Regions from separate parts of the Mus musculus genome. Here all the other regions are linked to region 1. The links are chromatin contacts, called in public Hi-C and promoter capture Hi-C maps. All regions are on one chromosome and are shown on one strand. The core of a region is the stretch at or near the end of the contact, and the rest is flanking DNA. Distances in the headings are between cores, read along the strand shown. Region 1 overlaps Morc3 (microrchidia 3). Region 2 overlaps Dop1b (DOP1 leucine zipper like protein B). Region 3 holds the start of Cldn14 (claudin 14).

What was found. Hi-C and Micro-C count contacts between places; a contact is called where the count stands out from the background. Capture Hi-C pulls out chosen DNA fragments and counts their contacts.
Region 2: a contact with region 1 is called in a promoter capture Hi-C map of liver. The contact joins two enhancer-like sites. A contact is called at or near these places in 1 of 15 datasets of contacts at CTCF or cohesin (large pre-B cells), 4 of 484 Hi-C or Micro-C datasets (bone marrow-derived macrophages, epidermal suprabasal cells and liver), 2 of 115 datasets of contacts at active chromatin or transcription factors (embryonic stem cells and hepatocytes) and 4 of 9 other capture datasets (adipose tissue, embryonic stem cells, liver and 1 more).
Region 3: a Hi-C map of liver shows a contact between it and region 1, with 1.9 times the contacts expected there. The contact joins the promoter of Cldn14 here to the enhancer-like site in region 1. A contact is called at or near these places in 1 of 484 Hi-C or Micro-C datasets (liver), 1 of 115 datasets of contacts at active chromatin or transcription factors (embryonic stem cells) and 2 of 9 other capture datasets (adipose tissue and pancreatic islet).

The regions. Positions count from the first base shown.
Region 1 is chr16:93,858,842-93,861,662 of GRCm38.p6, reverse strand. It overlaps Morc3 (microrchidia 3), which reads right to left. Exons shown (of 17, transcript NM_001045529.3): 10 at 1,066-1,170. Among named protein-coding and RNA genes, the nearest start is that of Chaf1b, 24 kb to the left of the region's middle. Within about 2 kb of position 1,487, at least 11 of the 459 cell types and tissues checked have an H3K27ac peak or open chromatin away from gene starts, as enhancers often do. A contact at or near this core is called in hepatocytes and liver, where this site is marked.
Region 2 is chr16:93,731,659-93,734,479 of GRCm38.p6, reverse strand. The region is part of intron 2 of Dop1b (DOP1 leucine zipper like protein B); the gene reads right to left. Among named protein-coding and RNA genes, the nearest start is that of Dop1b, 21 kb to the right of the region's middle. Within about 2 kb of position 1,394, at least 63 of the 459 cell types and tissues checked have an H3K27ac peak or open chromatin away from gene starts, as enhancers often do. A contact at or near this core is called in hepatocytes and liver, where this site is marked.
Region 3 is chr16:93,928,221-93,931,041 of GRCm38.p6, reverse strand. It overlaps Cldn14 (claudin 14), which reads left to right and starts at 1,475. Exons shown (of 2, transcript NM_001165925.1): 1 at 1,475-1,733. Gm31012 (a long non-coding RNA gene) reads right to left here and starts at 1,700. Exons shown (of 2, transcript XR_385072.3): 1 at 1,338-1,700.

The DNA.
Region 1 (2,821 bases), core at 238-2,737:
AGACTGGATCAAACTTTTTTTTTTCTCCCTTTTTTTGGATTTCTGTGTCAGGTATCATTATGAGTAGGCTTGGATGGCCTGGAATTTGCTATGGGGACCAGGCTGGCCTCCAAATTATAGATCCACCTACCTCAGACTCCTGAATACTGGAATCAAAGGTATATGGTTGACAAAGTAATTCTTTGTCTTCGTATGTTTGCATGCATGTATACTTGTGCTTATGAAGGCCAGAGGTTAGCCTCCAGAGTCTTTCTTTAACAACACTATACACTATGTTTCTTGAGGCAGGTTCTCTCACTGGCCTAGAAGTCACCACACAGGCAAGGCTGACTGAGCAGCCAGCCCAAGCAGGGATTACAAGTGCATGACCCCATGCCCAGCATCTCACCTGGATTCTAGAGTCCTCACACTTGCTAGAGAGCACCTTTTGGCTGAGCTATGTCTCTCTTCCCTCCTGAGTAATGTTCTCAGTGCAGTTTTAGAACAGTTATGGGCAAGGCACTCGGGAGGCAAAGGCAGGAGTTCAAGCTCAGACCCAGAGAAAACTTACTGAGACTTTCCTGCAAACCACACAAAACAAGAGCTGGACTACACCTCAGAGGCTTGCTTAACAGTGGACCCAGGGTAAAACTTAAGAGGTGCTCTGTATAAACAAGGCCTTATTAACACAAAACCTCTAATGAACTCAAAGTTTACAATGCAAGAAGTAAAGCTAACAACCCTGGTTTCCTGAGATCTCTGAATTAACTTTTGCTGGCAGTTTTTCATGTTTATAAAGGCACAGGGCCAGCACCTTGGTTACTGCTGCCTCTTCAATAGTGCAAGGACACCCAATGCCCTTGTCTAGTTTCTGCAAGCAACAGGCACACAGGTAGTGCAGAGTGGCAAACACCCATACACATTAAATAAAAAACAAAACAAGATGAAATAAATGATATTAACAAACATCAACTCACTAATTTGGAGTGTGTGGATTCACTTTTTAGCATGACATTGAGCTTGTGGAAGGCCACAGCAGCACCATCATCTCTAACGGTATGTCAAAATTCAGTGCTCAGTACTTACTGTATGTCTTCGACTGGCAAGTTTACAGGATATTCTGCATTTTTTTTCACTTTCATTTCATTCCAATAATCATTCAGCTTTTCTCCTAGTGCTAGTATCGTAAGCCTTTAAAAAAAAATTATAACATTAATTCAAGAAAAAAGAAAATATCAATTCAAGGTCAATTTTTAAAAGGTAAAGATAAAACAACGAACTCTAGTAATGATTAAAAGAATATGAGAATGGAAAAATCTCCATTCAAGCATGCTACTTTTCTTATACTAATCTTCTTTTCTATAAAGGCCACTGTAAGCTCCTAGACTTATCTAGAAGGTAAGGAGTGAGCAGAAACAAAAGAAAAGGGACGGAGTGGCCTAGAGGTAAGGTCAGCTACACTGCACTTGTCTAATATGTATGATGCAACCAGAAGGGCAGGACACCAGGTCCTCTGCTGGCTATCAACTTCTGAGAGGCCAGAGGCTCCTTGCTAATCACTCACAGATTCGTGGCTGCTGCTGCCATGTAAAGTGCTTTTGAGACAGGTCTTTCTACATAGTCCTAGTTACTCAAGAAGTACTATGTAGAACGATTAGCCTCAAACTCACAGAGATCTGCCCACCTCAGCCTCCCGAGTGCTGGGATTAAGGGCATGTGCCAGCATGCCCTGCCAACATCAGATTTTAAAGTCAATGTGACACTCAGAATTTAAAATAAAGCTTTTTTTTAAAAAGGGATCTTCTGTTGTGCAATGGTGGGGCCTGCCTTTAATCCTAGCACGTGGGAGGCAGAGGCAGATTTCCATGTTTTCCAAGGCCAGTGTGGTCTACAGAGCAAGTTCCAGAGCAGCAGGGGCTACATAGAGAAAGGAAAAAAAAAAAAAAAAAGAAAAAGAAAAAGAAAGGAGGAGGGAGGAAGAGAAAGAAGAAAGAAGGAAGAAGAGGAAAATAAGAAGAAAGAGGAGGAGGAAGAGGAGAAGGAAGGCCAAAAATTCCCAAACTGGATTTTCATATTTAAGTCTGGCAGGTGAGTATTACAGACAGCAATCGCAATGCGACTCACTCCCACTCAATTCCTGGAGTTTTACTTTGACCCCCTCCAGGACATCCTTTTATAAAACTACACGCTGATGCCCAGACGACAACTCATCTTCCTTCCCAGTGCAACATTTTTTGACTCTTCCTAATCTTTTTATCATCACACCTTAGGCTGGAACCCCTGCCCATCCCTTGCACAAGCTGGGAAACCCCGTGTGCCCTCATTCCCAGTCCTGTACTCACAGACACACGACCACACACAGCACACATACACATACGTGTACACACATTGTCTGCTTGGAGAAAACTCTAGTTCATGTCATCAGTTCCCAGCAACCCACCCGAGAGTTCCCGCCCAGGGGTTCAGTTTTTGACCATGTACGGACACAACCCCAGCTCCTTGCTGGCATGTCATCATCGTGCCTTGCCTAGGTGCTATAAATCCCCTTTGCTTTATCCTGAATGTGTGACCTCCACCTGTAAGATCAGTGAACCCACCTGAGAGCTGCCTCCTAATAAACCTGCCTTTATCTACTTTTAATCTGGTCTAATCTGGCCTACATCTGTGTCAGTGAGAGAGAGAAATGACTATCAATATGCAGACCTCAAGCTATGCAACTACCTTAATTTCTCCTGAGAATACACCCAGAGTGGGAACAGGGTCAGAGGATGTACATTAATATACAGCTTTAGTTAACAAACTATTGGTTTTCGAAAACTAGCCGATAATCTGCACAGGCATC
Region 2 (2,821 bases), core at 145-2,644, 130 kb after region 1:
TCCATGGAAAGGAAAAATAGGAGTGAACAGGAAGTTGCCTTATTTGTTTAAGTAACGCAGGAGCTATCTAATCCTGGAACTACCATTAGGATATAATTGCAATATTCTTGACCTCATTACACCCATAGGCACAGCAGGTTGACCTTAAAACAAAATAACAGGAGCAGGAGGTATAATGTCTTATCCCTAAGTAGTATACTATCTGCTTCGCATGCAGAAAGCCTGGGGTGGATTCCCAGTCCCCAGTATAGATAAATAATAAAACAAAAATAAAATGTATGTTTAAAGAAGGGGGTGGGGATTGAATTACAGCCTAGGTTTCTGACTAGAAGCAGAGAAAGAGCTCACTGTGTCCACCCCAGGGCGTCTCTGCACTCAGTTCCTCCCAGTGCAGCACAGTCTGACTGCAGGATCTTCTCCAGACTCAGCTGTGTCTGAAAGCTTGGACAGTGAGCTCAGAAGGTTCCCTCAGTGTTGTTCAGGTGGGAGGAGCTGAGAGCAGATCGTAAGCCTCTACACATAATGCTGGATGTGGCCACATGCACACCAGCCCAGCCATGGGTGGAGCAGTAGGTGGGGGACAGAGACATGAGGATCACGTGGGCTTACTGGCCATCAGCTTAGCTCTCTAGATTCAGTGTGAGACCCTGATTCAACATCTCCTCTGATCTCAGTGTAGATGTACTTCTATGTGTGTGTACATGCTACGAACACTTCATATACCACACACACACACACGTGCATGCACACACGCAGACATGCAGGCATGCACACATACTTGTAGACACATGCATACACACACACACACACACACACACACACACACACACTCACTCACACAAGTTCCCAGAAGGCACAGGCCAGAGTGTCCCTGCAGAAGCCTATGCTTACTGCAGAGGGCCACATGCTGTCTGTACAAAATGTAAACAAGCCAACTTAACACAGGTCTCTCATAGAACCAAAGGCACAGTAACCACTGCAGTAAACACTACGAGCTTCCTCTGGACGCCTGCCATCTTTACAGGGACGCCCGCTTTACCACGCAACAATGCAGTGAGTCAGGCTGGCCAGGTTACCAAGCCTCGCCATGGGACACCAACAGTGCCCTTTAGACCAGACAGGTGGAGAACAGATGTGACTTCCACTTAAGGCAAGTCAGGGACTGCCAGCACCAAGTGCTGTGACAGATGGCAGTGACATGAGAGGGTGGCTGCATGAGATGAACTGGAGAAGGGTACCCTGGCCTCGCTGGGTCACTGCAGGGCGCTGAGACCCACAGTAAGCAGTGAGACCTCGGAATTTCAGTGGAGAGTGACACGGTTTCAACCTCTGTGTAAACAAGAAGCCTCCTTCTCCAAAGGTCACAGGATCAACAGCACCACGCTGCACTCCCTCAGTGAACTCTAACCCAGTGATGCCAGCATGAGTCAGTTCATAATGAGGCTCTCGACACCCACGGCCGCCACCCTCGCCTGGTAAAGCTTCCGGAGAGGACCTGTACAGGTCAGGTCAGCCAGTCATCTCCAGTAGCGACATACATTAGAAGACTAGGATTTTCTTTTTTAAAGTTTTTAAGCCAGGTATGGTGGCACACGCCCTTAGTCCCAGCACTTGGGAGGCAGAGACAGGCAGATCCTTGAACTGGAAGCCAGCCTGGTCTACAGAGTGAGTTTCAGTACAGCCAAGGCTACACAGAGAAACCCTGTCTCAAAAAACAAAAACAAAAACAAAACAAAACAACCAAAAACCTAACTAACTAACTAACTAACTAAAATACTTGGGAATGCAGAGGCAGGCAGGTCTCTGTGAGTTTGAAGTTAGTCTGGTGAGTTCCAGGACAGCTGGGCTGTTACATAGAGAAACCCTGTCTTGAGAAGACAAAAACCAAAACCAATAAATAAATGAGCGAGTGAGTGAGTGAGCGAGTGAATATTTTTCTTAAGTCAGCTGTGGTGACTCAGGCCTATAATCTTAGCACTTTCAAGGCAGAGGCAGGAGGACTGCCATGAGTTCAAGGCCAGAAGGATTCGTTCTAGCTATCAGCTAGGGCTTTCTGAGCTGCTGCTGGGTGGTGGGTATCTGCAGAGGAAGGATTTGAACTAGCACAGTCACAAAAGTAGAGACAGAGAAATGAAGGGAACTGGCTGGTGCAGGCCAGGCCCAGGAGCCAAGCACAGCTGTAAGCTGGGCACAGAGGCAGCAGCTTTAATTAACCCAGAGTGGGCTCTGTCAGGAAAACTATGCTCCCATAAAGAGTTCAGGAAGCCACAGTAAGGCCAGGGGTCTGCACTACGGACTGGGTCTGAGTCGGGCTCCTCCTCTCAATGGCGGCCAGTCTGTCGCAGGCTACCTGGGTGTCCAAGGCTTCACAGTACCTTAATACATAGAGTGCAGGCACACATACACACACAGACATACAGCCTACACACACATATATATACCTCTGCTCGTGTACATACACACACAGGTTACCCTCTACATATGCACACACTCTATACAGGATCACCAGCGTTCAATACACAGTGACATCTTACATGTACAAAGACACACCCCTGCCCATGAACACACTGGTACATCCCTTCACATGTATCTCTCCCAATTAAAATACCCCCCTTGCACACACACACACACACACACACACATATGCACACACACATGTATCACGAGTAACAAGATCTTAAACTACATAGGGCGCCTCAATCTCTTGGTTATAATGACACAGGAATCAATGTGCCAGGACAGAAGACTTTTATAATTTCTGAGACAAGACCTCACTGCGATCCTCCTGCCTCAGTCTTCTGAGTGCTGGGATTACAGGTGT
Region 3 (2,821 bases), core at 226-2,725, 69 kb before region 1:
TTAGTGATCCAAGGGTGGAAGGCCCATGGTGGGTGGCGCCATCACTGGGCTGGTAGTCCATAAGAAAGCAAACTGAGCAAGCCAGGGGAAGCAAGCCAGTAAGAAACATCCCTCCATGGCCTCTGCATCAGCTCCTACTGCCTAACCTGCTTGAGTTCCAGTCCTGACTTCCTTGGTGATGAACAGCAACATGGAAGTGTAAGCCGAATAAACCCTTTCCTCCCCAACTTGCTTCTTGGTCATGATGTTTGTGCAGGAATAGAAACCCTTACTAAGACAAGGTCACTGCCAGAAGTTCACAGTCACGACCTTAAGCCCTAACGTGGCCCATTCTCCCAGGTTCTCCATTTGGCTCTTGGCCACAGGAAGAGCAGATGGGAGGAGGGTGTTTCCATTCATAACAGAGGGCACAGTATGCCTAGAACACCTTCCTCATGAGCATGGGTACGGACACCTAGCTACTGTCAACTCAATGCTTTTGGATCTCTTCTTTCATATTTATATATAAAATATGTGGCAAAACCTTGCCACACCGAGGACCAGCCGTCTCCACACGCCAAGCCTTGGTTCTCAGGGTGGCACCACCAGGAGCTGATAGGCAGGGCTTGATGAGAGGGGTTTTGTTGAGAGACATTCTCATGAAGAAGATTGTGAGACCCCTTTCCTTTCTGCACAACCATGCCCAGGGCCACCTGCCAACATAGTTTTCTACAGCGTCCCCTCTGAAGTTCCCGTGACTGCAGAGTGCCATGGGACACCTTGGTTCAGTGGCATAGAGGGCAAATGAAATCAACAGAAAGACAACTCAGTGGTTCTCAGCACACCCTGGCATCCCAAAAATCACACTCCAGACACCTGACGGACCTGCAGGCATTCCCGGCCAGGACAGGTCCCTGTGCCACTTTGAGGTCTCCAGGCCGCCATCTCCTACCTACTGAGAAGACTGTCTTCTCCTTTTGACTCTTATCTTCGACTCCTGTTACACCATCCCTCATTCAGTGCTACGACCCTTGACCTACTCAGCGTCATTTCCTACCTACAGACTGCAACAGAGTCATCCCTCAGCCATTATAGCAAAAATGGCCTGAAAGAGAAGTCGCTCCTTTCCCAGAATTCCCTCACAGCCCTCATCAGGATTGGGAAAGCAAATTGCTCAACAAGGAAAAAGTCCACAGCCACATGGGGCCAACCATCAGGTGGACGGCTCGGGGGATGCGTCCCTGTGGCCAGCAGCTGCGGCAAAGGAGTCTGGTGACCAATAGTCAACAGAGCCAGAGCAGGGAGGTCAGAAAAGGCTGACACAGAGCAGTGGGTAGGAGAGATGAGGTTTCACCTACCAGCCACAGGGACCCATTAGACGGCCGTGTGTAGATATCTCTGGCATTCTTGTTCCAAACGCAGATAGGACATTTCCGGTTGGTCTTGAAAGTTTGCCTCAGCAGGGCCACCTTGTAGGGCGCACTGGCTGGTTAATCTTCTAACCAGAGGGCATGTGTGCCCACGCAGGCCCGACTCAGAGACCGTAATTGACCAGACAACTCTCTCTCAAACACACTGGCCTTAGAGCTTCCATTCGGCGAATGAGGCAAAGCCAGAAGACTGTGGTGTCCTTGCTGTGTCTCCGTGGTCTACCTGAGAGCATCAAGGTGGATGGGACTGGAGCTGTTCTGTATGTGAGTGGAGTGGCTGCAGCCGGCAGGCATTTATCTCCAAAGCTGGGCCCTGCCTGTCAGGTGTGTGGGTGGTTGAGTTGAAAGGCAGGTCGGTGGCCTGGCGAAAGTGAACGTTCTCCAAGGGTCCTCGGTCCTGGGTGTGGAGGGGACCCTAAGACGTTGGGGGTAAAGGGCACCCAAGCTGCTGAGGACCTAGGGAGGGCAGGGATGTGGTCCTACAGTATCCGGGCAAAGCTCCCTCTTCGCTTTCTGGGTCTCAATTGAGAGCAAACATGAATGGAGATGCTTGGAGACTGTTTGTCACCTGGGGAGGTGCCATCATTGTCTCTGGCCGCTCTGACTCCTTGTGGGGAACCAGCGTGGTTCAGCACTGTTCATAACTTCTGCCTTGAGAGCATCCTCTTCCTCATGAGAACCTCAACCTAAGCCCCTGAGCCCCAAGCTCAACACAGCCACTTGGGAGGAGGGAATAAGAAGGAGATACGAGAGCTTGATTCCTCTATCTATCTATCCATCCACCCATCATCTCTCTCTCTCTCTCTCTCTGTGTGTGTGTGTGTGTGTGTGTGTGTGTGTGTGTATGATCATGTGTTTGAGTATTTCCCACCTTACTGTTTGAGACAGGCTCTCTCCTTAGCCTAGAGATCACCGGTTAGTGAGCTAGCTGACTAGAGAGTCCAGGGACCCAGCACCTCTCCAGTGCTGGGATTTTAAGCTCTGGCCACCATGCCTGCCTTTTGATGTGAGTTCTGGGCATCAAACTTGGGGCCCTTGAGTTTACACAGCAAACACTTTACTAACTGGGCCATCTCTCCAGTCTTTTGGCTGTCTTTTTTTTTTTTAAGATTTATTTTATGTATATGACTACACTGTCGCTGTACAGATGGTTGTGAGCCATCATGTGATTGCTGGGACCTCTGCTTGCTCCAGCCCCACTCGCTTTGGCCCAAAGATTTAGTTATTGTTATATGTAAATACACTGTAGCTGTCTTCAGACACACCAGAAGAGGGCGTCAGATCTCATTACGGATGGTTGTGAGCCACCATGTGGTTGATGGGATTTGAACTCAGGACCTCTGGAAGAGCAGTCGGTGATCTTACCTGCTGAGCCATCTCTCCAGCCCCTTAGCTGTCTCTTAATAAAGGTA